2 separate regions of the Anas platyrhynchos genome follow, and region 1 is linked to region 2. The links are chromatin contacts, called in public Hi-C maps. All regions are on one chromosome and are shown on one strand. The core of a region is the stretch at or near the end of the contact, and the rest is flanking DNA. Distances in the headings are between cores, read along the strand shown. Region 1 overlaps E2F6 (E2F transcription factor 6). Region 2 holds the start of PDIA6 (protein disulfide isomerase family A member 6).

The links. Hi-C and Micro-C count contacts between places; a contact is called where the count stands out from the background.
Region 1: a contact with region 2 is called in a Hi-C map of F1 follicle, with 3 times the contacts expected there. The contact joins the enhancer-like site here to the promoter of PDIA6 in region 2. A contact is called at or near these places in 2 of 8 Hi-C or Micro-C datasets (F1 follicle and subcutaneous adipose tissue).

The regions. Positions count from the first base shown.
Region 1 is chr3:105,999,545-106,006,281 of IASCAAS_PekinDuck_T2T, reverse strand. It overlaps E2F6 (E2F transcription factor 6), which reads left to right. Exons shown (of 7, transcript XM_072036435.1): 6 at 1,193-1,340; 7 at 2,075-4,356. The coding sequence ends at 2,079. Among named protein-coding and RNA genes, the nearest start is that of E2F6, 9.8 kb to the left of the region's middle. Within about 2 kb of position 3,406, at least 3 of the 8 cell types and tissues checked have an H3K27ac peak or open chromatin away from gene starts, as enhancers often do. A contact at or near this core is called in F1 follicle, where this site is marked.
Region 2 is chr3:105,621,520-105,628,532 of IASCAAS_PekinDuck_T2T, reverse strand. It overlaps PDIA6 (protein disulfide isomerase family A member 6), which reads left to right and starts at 2,155. Exons shown (of 13, transcript XM_027455233.3): 1 at 2,155-2,307; 2 at 4,696-4,837; 3 at 5,161-5,218; 4 at 5,924-6,050; 5 at 6,542-6,648. The coding sequence starts at 2,274.

The sequences.
Region 1 (6,737 bases), core at 2,157-4,656, 380 kb before region 2:
AATGATGGAACAGATGTAATATTGGTGTCCAATAATTACTATGATAATGAAACTAACAAACAGCTGTTAATATTTTCAGTAAAGTCTATAAAAGTTGGAAATCTAACTAAACAAAATATTATGCCTAATTTAATAATCATCCTAACAGCAAGTAAATGTTGTCTTATGAGTCAACAGCTGCTGTCACTATAATATTGAAGTGTGAGATGTACAGTATGATCAAAACTGTTCTTGCGTTCTAGTAGATCATGTCAAGATGGATTTTTGATGGAGGCGGGGGATGTAGCCTGTCCTTGCCTCATGATACAACATGCACACCCCATTCAGGTCACACAGAAGAGCCATAGCTTTGCCCTCTGCACCCAGTTACACTGCATCTTCTCCCATATACTGTGAACCCACTGCTTAAAGTAGTGCTGTGAAAGAAGAAATACTGGACGTAAGCTTGAGATGAATAATGGGGATTTAATTCTGTTTTTCTTTTGCATATGCAATTTTATAATGTTCTTAGTTATGCTTTCTTCAAATTCGCCTTACTTGGGTGCACAGGAAGGGAGAGGATATCTTAGGAAAAGGAATCAATACAGAAGACTTACATCCACTATATGTATCTCCAGTGGTGTCACTGGTAAAAGTAGCTGGGTCTAATCCTGTGAAGATCCTAGAGGTTCCTTGAAGCAAAAGGAGTCAAGATTTGAAAGGCTGTACTTTAGAGAAAACACTCTTCTAGCCGTTTCCCATAGATTTGGTTTACTCCGTGCTTTGCAATGTGATGTCTGCTAAAAGAAAGCGGTAGTACGGTTTGTGTTGCCATACTACTAAAGCTGCTATGTGCTCTGATTTGTTTGCTGATGTGTGGCATTGGTGGTAAAGTTCTTATTTGTTATTCATACGAAGCATATGGTAAATCTTGGCTATATATCAAGAGGTCAGTGAAAAGACTAAACAAAGACTCACTAGGTGCATTGCATGTCAAAAATGAAACCTAGTTAGCTTAATGGTACTTAATAATTGGCCTAAAAATGTATTAAGTACTCGTAACTTATGTGGAACTAGTAACACAATTTTAAGTAGTTATGTCACTTCTGTATCTGTTCTCCTCTTAACCTGTTGGCTTTAAAATATATGTAAAAATAGATAACTGATGTATAAGATTGGTCTTCTGGTTAATATGTAAGTCATTGTTTTCTAGGACTGCATAGAAGTACATGTAAAGAGCACAAAAGGACCCATTGATGTGTATCTGTGTGAGGTGGAACAAGATAAGCCAGGTGCCAAAACTTTTGAAAATATGAATACTGTCAAATCTGAAACTGAGCCATCGGTTCCTCCTGGTGAAGGTAGCGTCTCCCACTTACATTTTAATCCTCATCTGAATTTTTTTTAAAAAGAAAACTCGTTCTCAACTTTACCAGAATGGTATGGCAGTGTTAACTGGGCATAGTTTAAGTGGGCTAAGATGTGTGGGAGGACAGGAAGTGCCTGAAAGCTCAGCTTATGGTGGTGCATTACCTCACAGCAGCAGAAGGCCAAAGGGTTAGGCATGTGCACACATAGCAAGCTGCTCTGGTTCTCCGACCCTCTTCCTTCCTTTGCTCGTTACTGGTTTCCTGTCAGAGCAGACCATTCTGTGCTCTGCTGATGGGACTGTGTGCGAGTTCTCAGCTGTTTCAATGTCCAGGCCAGCAGCTCGGCTGAAATACCAGTTGTTGTAGGAGTTAAGATGAGTTTCAAACAAAACGTTAGCTGCTCTTACTCATTATTGCCCTGTTTAAAGCAGGACAGCCAGGAGATGGGGTGTAGTATTTTAATCTCCTAGAACAAGACTGGCTGGAATTCAGTCTGTCAAGAGCTCTGGTGCTGCAGGACGTTGCGGTTTAAAAATAAATGTGGCGGGAACTGTGGTAGCTCAGAAGACGTAAGAGTTTATTTTTAGCAATTCTACTTCATAGTAGAGAGGAAGAGTTGACTATTTAATCTTGGGCTTTCATTTAACACTGCATTGCTTGTGAAATGACTCAATTATATTTCCTACAGTGACAGTAACTAGATTCCTCTTTCACTTCCCTTTCAGAGTGATATCTCCAAAAAATAAAAATAAAGAAGTAATATATATATGTATATACGCTGAGATAGATGAATTACAACTCAAAATCAAATACAGAATGTAAATATCTGTTATAGAGTTTTTCCAAAGCTGCTTGGAACTGCGAACTTACCGACCTGAAATGCTCTGGAGTGTTTTTAATTTAAAACAGCAGTGGATTGAATGGTTTCACGGGATTATTTTATCTTTCCAAGTCAGAAGATGATAGTTCCTAGATTTGCTTTTAGGAGCTTTGTTTTCGTAATTGCATGTGACCTACGGAGCTTTTGGGAAAGTATTTTTAGCTTATGAAATGACTTTAATTGACGGAAAACATACTTAATGAATGACTCCTAAAATGAAACTGTTGGAAACTGTTTCTGGAACAATCCACAATCCTTCTGAGAATGTATGTAATGAAGAAATGCACTTTTCAGTTCTGAGGCTGCACTACTGCTAAGCAGGATCGTCAAATACAGATGAAGAAAGAGCTTGATGCATCAGAAGCCTTCACTATAAGGAACAAGATGTAAATACTACGAGAGTTACGCCTTACACTGTGTAGATGCTGTTTGCATTGTAGCATCCAGCTCTGCATTAACTATGGTATCAACACTGAAAAATAAATGGGCTTTTTGTATATCTGTATAATGTCTGGGTAGTTACTGATGTAGATTTATTGAGGTGGTCTGCATTTCTGCCTTTGTACAGCAAAGAAATAAGCTTATAAAACATAAAGTGGCCAGTCTAACTAAATGTGGTGGTTTGTTATTAATGTTTGTTCACCCAGTGAATTATAACATTTTAAAACTGATGTGAAAAATGTAATTGTTAAATGTAGTGTTGGCTGCTCTTGTTATGATACTTCTGAAGATCACTACACTCCTGTAACACAATTAATAGTAAATATTTAAACTGGTCACTATATAGAAATTCTAAACCCTATAGTGTAGCTCTAGCCTGGTACCCTACTCTCATTGTAGCTACACTTGCAAGTGTTGTCAAATACTTCTGAACTTAGTAAAGAAATACTTGAGAGTTTAGAATGCATCCAACTTCTGTATTTATCTACCTTCAGTCTGTAAAATGAGACGTCAGAGTGTCAGGGCCAGGTCTTTGTATTGGGTTTAGGGGACAGTGTTCCAAAAGGGACCTGCTGCTGGCTAAAGTAAATGTGTGTGTGTGATACTGGTGGTGGCTCTGTGATAACATTCAAGCAAGGATAAAAAGTGTTGCACAGCAGCTGTGAGAGAGGAGTGAGGAAAAACTTGAAACAACCCACCAGAAATCAAGGTCAGTAGAGAAGGAGGGGGAGGAGGTGCTCCAAGTGCCAGGGCAGATTACCATGCAGCTGGTGGGGAGGGTCATGGTGAAGCAGGCTGTCCTCCCATAGCCTGTGGAGGCCCATGTTGGGGCCATTCTCCGCACTGCAGCCTGCAGAGGACCCCGTGCTGGAGCAGGTGGGTGTGCTCTGAAGGAAACTGCAGCTTGGGAAGAGTACACACAGAAGCAGCTGCTGGCCAGAGCTGCAGTCCATGGAGAGGAGTCCATGGAGTCCATGCAGGAATGGGATCTGGGGCAAGCTGCCACCTGTGGGGGACCCGTGCTGGAGCAGTTTGCTCCTGAGGGATGGACCCTGTGGTATGGAGCTGTCTGGGAGCAGTGCTTGAAGAGCTGCTGCCTGTGGGCAGCCCCCGCAGGCTCAGTTTGAGAAGGACGGCATCCCGTGGGAGAAACCCCACATGGAGCAGGGGCAGAGAGGGACCATGAAGGAGCAGCAGTGATAAGTGTCATGGACTGACCACAGCCCCCATTTGCCTGCACCACTTGGGATGGAAGTAGAATTATTGAGATTGAACTTGAGCCTGGAAAGAAAAGGGCTGAAGGGAAGGTGGGATTAGTTTGCTTTTAGTTCTCAGTGTTCTGGCCTATTAATTGCAATAAATTAGTCTTTTCCAAGCTGGGTCTGTTTCGCTTATGATGGTAAGTGGTGAGTGATTTCTCTGTCCTTATCTTAACCCACAAGTTTTGTTATTTTTTTTATTTTGTTTTTGTTTTTTCTTTCTCCCTGCCCTGCTTTGGAGGGGGAGTGAGGGTGCAGCTTGGTGGGCACAGGGTGACCAGCCAAGGTCAACCCAATAGTCTTCTGAGTGAATTAACTTGTAACTGTACAAATGCCATGCATATGTTTGTTTCTTTTTAGGTTTAAAGTGTGTTTCAAAGTTTCCTGTGTGTGATATCTAAAAAATAAAAACTCATGGATTATGTGATCGCACCGTATCAACTATCTATCAGATAAAGCCCTGAAAGCGCTAACCAGCATCTCTGCACCAATTTTAGACATGCTGTGAAATTAAATGTCTACCTTGTTCTACTGAAGAAATGCATGTAAAGTAGGGCAGTTGATGCTGAAGAGCTTAAATAAGCCTAATACAGATTGAGAGTTAATCTGTCTTCTACAAGGTTCACTAGTTCTGCAAAATATTGTATTATGCAGACTGTGAAACACTTTCTAACACAAACTTTGTGTTAGAAAGTAACCTTGGCATTTTGTGTGTGTTCAATCAGCTTCCAGCTCTGGGAGGCAGGGATTCAGTGGTGGATCCCTTTTTTCTGCATGTCTGTTAAGCGCAAACAACAGACTGAGTTATTGCAATAATAAAAGCAAACTGAAAGGACCTTACGTACATTGATCAGGGAGAGTAAGACAGAGGAATATGCTCCTCCAGAAGCTGAGGGTGGGGGTTAAAATTAAGAAAACATTTTGCACAACCAGATCGTCCTGTTCCTTCAATGTTTGTCTTCTCCCCAAGTGGCAAAGTAGCTATTTGATTTTTGCACTGCTGCTCTGTTTTTTTTTTTCTTGGGGGGAGGGAGAGGGCTCTGTGTAAGTATTGATTCACCTAGACTTGTTCAATAACTTGGAAAAACGTTTGCCATGAAATCTGTAACAATTTCCAGCACCAAATGAGGCACGCTGAATACCATGTGTTAGGGTGGGATTTTGTTAGCTGACGATGCGGCATTTTGAACTATGTAGAAAGCAACTTTTACAAGGTAAGCATTTTGCAAATGTTAAGGCTGTTTTAAAAAGCAGAATGTGCATCATTTAATTAGAACATTAGGGAGTTTTGTTTGGAACAAACCTCTAATGATTCTGTTGTTCCCCCTTTGTGCAGGTTTTTGAGCAGCAGAATTATTTTTTAACCTCAAGCTGCATGATTATCACTGAAATGGGAGAAGCTCTAGGATGACAGTTCTGCTTGAATAATTTTCTTAAATACTTTGGATTGTTTTAGTAAATGTGCCTACAGTGGAACAAATGGACTTTGGAAGATATCTTTGTTATTTGAATACTTGCAGCATTATCCACTTGTGGTACTGGAAAGCAATGTACTGCATGGGCTCAAAAAGTCAGCTAACTTGCTGGAAAGATGAGAGTTGGTCTGTAGGAAAAGTTGTTGAGCGATGCTGAACCTAAATGCAAGTTACAAGCTTGCCTAAAAAGTAAACGTGATAAAATCTTACTCTGGGTTTGTATAATAATGCTTGATTTTTTCTGACAGGTTATTAAGATAAAATATTTTTGTTGAGTCCCCAATGTGTCTATTTTCAGCATATTTATGTCTAAGCATTTCCCTCATTATTTGAAAACTCTGCCTGCAATAAATTAGAAAACTAATAACATTTTTGCCTTTCCTTCAGTAAGAACATCTGAGGATCTAAATGCATTAATCAGCAAGAACAACAGCCAAAATCTATAATTATAAAATGTCCTGATTTTGCTGACTCTGTAATTGGAACAAACTCCACAAGTTGCCAGTTCAGGCCTTATTTGGGATGGGAAATTACTCCCTGGGATTTTCAGATGTGAACTGCAGTTTTTAAATAATGCAATTTGCAAAGAAGAGAAAGGATTACTTTAAATTATTAGTATCTTCAGGAAAGTACTTAAAAGACAGCAAATTCCTTATATTGAATAATCTTTTGTTGTGTGTGAAAAGTTTTGTTTATAGGCATAATTAAATCACAATGATTTCAAAAGTTACTTCAGCTCGTGTAATCTTCAGTGCCGAGGGCGGCCTGCTTGCTAGGCCCTGGCTGATCCTGGGTAGCTGGAGCTCATGGTGAGCTTCGAGTCACCATCCCTGGAGGTCTTTAAAAGACATTTAGATTTAGAGCTTAGAGATATGGTTTAGCGGAGGACTTATTAGTGTTAGGTCAGAGGTTGGACTCGATGATCTTGGAGGTCTCTTCCAACCTAGGTGATTCTGTTCCATCACCTCGGTGTCAGGCCTGGACACAATGGAACTGCTCAAGTGTTTATCCAGAGCAGTAACCTGCTGGTTTGGGTTCCCAACAGTATTTTGTGAGAAGTTCATTCAATAAAGTCAACACGGTTGTGTATGGTTTATACAACTCTCCAAAAGGCTTCTCTGACAGATGTTTCCTAAAGGACTGTAATACCCATGTGTATCATATAAGTCACACCTAGTTCATAGAACCACCAAGGTTGAAGAAGACCTCCAAGATCATTTGCTCCAACCATCCCCCTACTACCAACGTCACCCACTAAACCATGTCTCTAAGCACCACATCCAGCCTTTAAGTTCCTCTGATGATGGCCTGAGGGCCTTCTGATGAAGTCTGA
Region 2 (7,013 bases), core at 906-3,405:
AGAATCATTAAGGTTGGAAGAGACCTCCAAGATTACCTGGTCCAACCATCCCCCCACCACCAACGTCACCCACTAAACCTTGTCCCTAAGCACCGCGTCCAACCTTTCCTTGAACCCCCCAGGGACGGTGACTCCACCACCTTCCTTCCAATGCCTGACGGCTCTTTCTGAGAAGAAATGTCTCCTCATTTCCAACCTAAACCTCCCCTGGCACAACTAAAGTGTTGAATATTGCCTACAGGTAAGAGTTAGATGGAGCCCAGTTCTGGGCTCCCTGGTACAAAAAAAGACAGGGATGTCCTGGAAAGAGCCCAGCAGAGGGCCACAAAGATGATATGGGGCCTGGAGCATCTTCCCTATGAGGAAAGACTGAGCGACCTGGGTCTGCTTGGACTGGCGCACGCTTCATTGGGTTAGAAACTGGCTGGATAGCTGGGCCCAAAGGGTCGTGGTAAATGGAGTCAAGTCCAGTTGGGAGGACAGTCACTAGTGGCGTTCCCCAGGGCTCGGTACTGGGGCCGGTCCTCTTTAATATCTTCATCAATGATCTGGATGAGGGCATTGAGTGCACCCTCAGTAAGTTTTCAGATTACACCAAGTTAGGGGCGTGTGTCGATCTGCTCGAGGGTAGGAAAGCTCTGCAGGAGGATCTGGATAGGCTGCACCGATGGGCTGAGGTCAACTGCATGAAGTTCAATAAGGCCAAGTGCCAGGTCCTGCACCTGGGGCACAATAACCACAATAACTGGGAGATGAGTGGTTGGAGAGCTGCCAGGCAGAGAAGGACCTGGGAGTGATGGTGGACAGTCAGCTGAATATGAGCCGGCAGTGTGCTCAGGTGGCCAAGAAGGCCAACGGCATCCTGGCTTGTATCAGAAACAGCGTGACCAGCAGGGCTAGGGAGGTGATCGTCCCCCTGTACTCGGCTCTGGTGAGGCCGCACCTCGAGTACTGTGTTCAGTTTTGGGCCCCTCGCTACAACAAGGACATCAAGGTGCTTGAGAGGGTCCAGAGAAGGGCGACGAAGCTGGTGACGGGCCTGGAGAAGAAGTCCTACGAGGAGCGGCTGAAGGAGCTGGGCTTGTTCAGCCTGGAGAAGAGGAGGCTCAGGGGCGATCTTATCGCTCTTTACAGATACCTTAAAGGAGGCTGTAGTGAGGTGGGGGTTGGCCTGTTCTCCCACGTGCCTGGTGACAGGACAAGGGGGAATGGGCTAAAGTTGCGCCAGAGGAGTTTTAGGTTAGATGTTAGGAAGAACTTCTTTACCGAAAGGGTTGTGAGGCACTGGAACAGGCTGCCCAGGGAGGTGGTGGAGTCACCATCCCTGGAAGTCTAAAAGACGTTTAGATGTAGAGCTTAGGGATATGGTTTAGTGGGGACTGTTAGTTTTAGGTCAGAGGTTGGATGATCTTGAGGTCTCTTCCAACCTAGAAATTCTGTGATTCTGTGATTCTGTGAAGACTGAGAGGGGATCTCCTCAGTGTGTATAAATACCTGAGGGGTGGGAGACAGAGGGACTTGGCCAACCTCTTCTCAGTGGTTTGTGGGGACAGGACAAGTGGCAATGGCCACAAAATGGAGCCCAGGCAGTTCCGCACCAACATGCGGAAGAACTTCTTCACGGTGAGGGTGACGGAGCACTGGGACAGGCTGCCCAGGGAGGCTGTGGGGTCTCCTTCTCTGGAGATATTCAAGGCCCGTCTGGACGCCTGCCTGGGCAGCCTGCTCTAGGGAACCTGCTTTGGCAGGGGAGTTGGACCCGATGATCTCTGGAGGTCCCTTCCAACACCTACAGTTCTGTGTGATTTTGTGACTTTCTACTTTTATTTGAACTTTTACACACAAGCTTGTGGCTTGCAGAGAACGTTTTGTTGAGCCTGCTTTTCACAAGAAAGCCACTTGGGCTCAACATTCCGTGAGATTTCGCCTCACGACGAGGCTCTACAAACGGGACAACACAGGCTGCTTTAGCCTCTAGCCCCGGCCTATACCGAGCCCCACGCCCCCTCTCCCCGCTCTGCAGGGCGGAGGCAGCCCCGCCACAGGGCCGGCTCCGGGGGCGGGCGGGGAGGACACCTCCCCTCAGCCCCCGCCCCGCCCCGCCCCGCCTCCCTCACCGCAGCTCCTCCCGACGCGGCCTCTTCCTATTGGCTGCGCCAAGTGCGCCCGCGCCCGCTCCGCCAATCAGCGGCGGCCACGGCGGGGACAGGCGGCGGGGGGTGGGCGGGGCTTGCCCTGAGGAGCGGCGGCGGCGGAGGGAGCAGGGGGCAGCCATGGGGGCGCGCGCCGCGGGCCGCCTCTGGTGGGGTAGGAGCCGCGCGCCGGGGAAGGGCGGGAAGGCGCTGAGGGGAGCGGGGGGGCCGCCATTTTGTGCGCCCCCCGCCGCCATTTCGGGGAGCCCCCGGCCGCCATTTCGGGGGCCCCGGGAGGTCTGAGGGGGGCTCCGGCCGCCATTACGGGGGCTCCAGGTGGCGGTGGGGGTCCGGGGAGGGGTTGGGGGCGTGATAGGAGCCCAGGCAGCAGGAAAAAAAAAAGCTTTAATTATCTTATTCTGCTTCTAAAACCTACTCTCGTCTTCAGTGACTTGTTTTTTCTTTCTGTTTGTGTTTTCTTGTTCTGGGATTTTTTTTGTTTCTACCTTGTCTGGTTGCCCTGAGTTGGGCTTAAGGACTGTAGGAAAGAAATTAATGGAAGCCAAAAGGAGGAGGCGCAGGGGAGCTGCGCTTCCTCTCCCGCTCCCCCTGTTGCTGGGCTGAATAAATCCCTAAATCCGCTCAGCGCTCCCCATTGCAGCCCTATGTACAAGAGCTGAAGGTGCAGGTAATGCCCAGCCACTGGGGGGAGGCTCTCGCTCTATCAGGGTGAGTTTGGGCCTCAGAAGGTCCCTAAGGAGGGAGTTCACCTAAGACACCTCCCAGCAAAAGCTTTTCTGCCCTCAGCAAAAGCTTTCCTGCCTAGCTGCTCGGACTTGGAGCTTGGCTTTTCGATGAGAACAAATAATAGCATTGTGGAGCCACCTTGGTTGGTTTCACAATGCTCCTGGCTGTGTAGTTTGCTTACGTTGGAGAACAACTTCTGAAATTAGATTATCTGAGGTTGGTTCTACCCCTAAGAATCGAGCAATACCATGTTTGCATTTTCCTGGCTTAAAGGATTGTAGGAAAATAATCTTTTTACTTTCTAAAGATGAATTAAACCGTGCATATTTCACAATAGAAAGGAAAACTACGCTGCTGGTTTATGAGTCAGAGTTAAAATAAAAATCAAAACACAGTGGTATGTATCTAGGTAAATTTTACCACGTGCTACCTTCTGTAAGCTCTCTTTGGCATATTTTTTTGCACGAGGCAGAACTTGTCTATTTGAAGTGTCTGGGAGCTGACAGAAATGGCTGGGTGAGCTCTGTTCGGTTTCTGAATGTATTTTGCCATAGGTCTCATGGGTGATGATAAAATACACTGGGTTAGTTTTAATCATCTCTTTCCATTGTGGGAAGAGTTTCTGTCGGGAATGGCTTTGGCATTCAAGTACCGTTCTGCATCTTTGTGCTCCTACTCTGCCCTGGCGGCAGTTGTTACTGTAGGGCACTGTAACATGCTGTGACAGCCACATATCGCCCTAGAAGCTGCTTGATCTGTGCTGATGAAGTGCTCCTTGTGTGTGGGCAAACTGAAGGGACAGAGCCCATATAACAGGGAAATCCAGTGGTGGAAACCAGCTGGGATCGCCCTAAAAGAGGGCTAAAAGAGCCTGTTAGGAGGGGGCGTGGAGCGCTGGGTGAGGTGCTGGCTTGCAGTGGGGTGATTCAGCCCTGACCTCTGGCTGAGCAATCTGAAAGATGTTTTTTTCTTTCTGCTTCTCTCATCTGCAGACTACACATAATGAAACTGCCTTTTTTCGAGCAGGACTGTTAAAGCGTAGGTGATGCTGTGCAGTCTGTGTGCCGTGTGCTGCAGAGTTCTGCATCACTGAGCCATATCTTCAGTTTTGAAGAGAGACAAGGTGCAGCTTGCCATGCGAGTTATTAACCACTTGCAAAAAAGTTAACTATTTTTTCATTAGTTCCGACTTCAGTGTCTGAGCTTTTACTCCCCTGAGACTTTGGTGGGTTAAGAAAATCTTCTGCTTTATGGACTATGTTACAAAGATGCTTGTCTCTCATAAAGTCAGGTCTTAATCCTCGGACAAAGTAGAAAGAAGGATTGTGAGGTTTAATGTGGAAAGTCTCAAGTAATAATAAGATATAGAAGTGACTAGAAGTAAAAAATGTTTTAACAGAGGTGCGGGCAGTTGGCTTAGGAGGTCCTATGAGAAAACTGAGAAGGAATTGTAGCTGATCTTGGGGGTCCACGTGGAAGTCCTGCCAGTCTGGTACCAGCAGAAGTTAGGGTTGCAGCTTTGACTGAATGTTCTCTGGAGATCCTCAGCTTAGCAGGAGTCCCCCTTGCTGTAGGCATAGAGAATATATTACATGATCCTCTTAAACTGTGATTTAACTGGGAAGGGAGACTGCATATGTTGCCTTCATTTCTCTTTCGTCTGGTGAGGCCGGAGTTCCTCACCCTCCCCTTACCCCCCCTTTTTTTTTCTGCTGACGTGAAAGCTTGCTTAGGGGTGGGGAGATGATTTAGCCATGGAAACAGGAGTGCCATAAATGGTCTGTGGGAATGCTGATTGCTTTGCTTTTCGTTCTAGGCACAGTGAGCTGCACGTTATTCCTGGCAGTTAACGGGCTGTACTCGGCCAGCGACGATGTGATAGAGCTAACACCAACCAACTTCAACAAGGAGGTCATTCAGAGTGACAGCCTGTGGCTCGTCGAGTTCTACGCCCCATGGTGAGAATTACATCAGATGTAATCAGATGGGACTGTGTGTAAATCTGGATTTTGGTGCTCACATTTACATATATTTGGAAAGCCAGGTAGCTTGTAAGAGCAGTGTGTGTATGTATGTATATGTATCTATATAATATATATATATGGAGGGTTTTGGCTTTTTTAAAGTTGTCTGATCAATTATGTGATGTGGCATAGCCCCTTCACCTCTTCACGGGTAGAAATCTTTTGTTTTGCAAACCCAACAAAGCTGCTTTCTGCTTCATCAAATAGTTCTGCAATCTGAATGAATATTATTATTATTTTTTTTTTCCTTCTAAAAGGTGTGGTCACTGTCAAAGACTAACCCCTGAGTGGAAGAAAGCCGCAACAGCATTAAAAGTAAGTTTAATTTTTCACAAATGCACTTGCAGCAGAGAACTGAGGAGAATCTGTCTGTTTTTCGTCTTGCTTGGAAACGTGGTAGCAGAATGGAAATACCCTGAATCGTAGCCCTTCAATTACACTTGTCCTGCTGTGGAAGTGGCCCATAAAAGGTGGCACACAGGCGCTTAAAAGTTCACTTTTTCTAAAAAGCCATTCAATTGTAGAAGGAAGCAAGTCAATTTTGTCCCAGCAAGTTTCCATTACTGTTTTCCAGGTCTGCTTTTAACAGCACCACAGGACTTTAGAATCCAGTCATCTCCCAAAATAGCACGTTCATCTTTTCTTCCTCGCTGTCCCGTCCCCTGCTACTGAAATACAGGAACAGGGTGAACTGAGTATTTGAACACAGCTTTGTAAGCTGTTGGTGATGAGTTTTTCTTTCATTACAGAAACCTTAGTCATTCAGTGATTCTCTGAGCTCTTTCCTACATAAAATACATATTCCTTTTTTTTTAAGGGGGGGAAAAAAAACCTTTAAAACTTAGGATAAAGAAAGAAATGAGCATCAGAGGTGTTCCCTGGTTTAATGCTTTTGGGTTACAGCATCTTTCAGTGACTCTTCTCTTAGCTTCCTAATAACTGTCTCCAGCATGTGCAGAGTACAAAATGTGTTAAATGACTGTTGAAGGCTTGTCTTAATTTTTGTTTTTACTTCCACAGGGCGTAGTGAAAGTAGGTGCAGTAGATGCAGATAAGCATCAGTCCTTGGGTGGACAGTACGGCGTCAGAGGGTTTCCAACTATCAAGATATTTGGAGCCAACAAAAACAAAGCAGAAGATTATCAGGGTAAATGTGATCCTCTTTCGTGTGCTGCGCAGCTAAAAGCATCTCTGAATGCAGTAATTGTGCTAGTTGCTAGTGCCGTCTTGTGTTGCAGTTCCTCCCTGTCTAGTGCTTTTAGTAACGGGGAGAGACAGGTGGGTGGGATTTGCTGGCCAAGTTGTGCATATTTTAGTTCAAGCTGCGTGTCCCATCAGCAGTTCTTAGTTGGTGGAGCTTGATGGGCAGCTCCGGAAAATTTCTCCTTCCCTGCTGTTCAGTGGAACTCACCCCAGTCACCCCCTCCATCAGATAAGGAGGATGTTTGAAGAGCAGAGAGAGAGTGAATCCTTGTGTTGTGGGTCAACAACGTCCCACCACCGGTGCTGTATCGCTCACAGCCCAGTCCTGCTTGTCCTAAGGAAACCTAGGGAAAGAAAGCGTTCCTTAAATTTGTAATTTAGTCAGCTTTAGAATGGCTTTTTGGTGTTATAATTGTTCGTTTTGCCGTGTTGCAGGTGGCAGGACAAGTGATGCCATTGTTGATGCTGCCCTAAGTGCTCTTCGGTCCCTGGTGAAAGACCGTCTCAGCGGCAGGAGTGGAGGATATAGTTCTGGGAGACAGGTACTTGAGGAAACGCGGTTGTGCTTTGAGCTGGAGGCTGTCCAGGGCAGGAGGCTGGGGATGTGCCCCCTGTTTTGAGTATTTCCAAGGACCGGGGCTCCACAGAGACTGCACTCCCCAGGCAACCTGTGCCAGTGTTTGACCACCCAAGCAGTAGAAGCATTTTTTCATACTCATAAATGGACTTCTTGGCTGGATTGCAGCAGTTCAGCCTGTTTGCAGTGCAGCTCACTGTCTCCTTATCAAACCTACACTTTTATGAGTTCCTGAAGGAGGATATTAGGGGAAACTGTGTCAGAAGCCTTAGGAAGTAAAGACAGGGACCATCCACTGCTGTGTCCTTATCCACCAAACTGGGCAGCCCT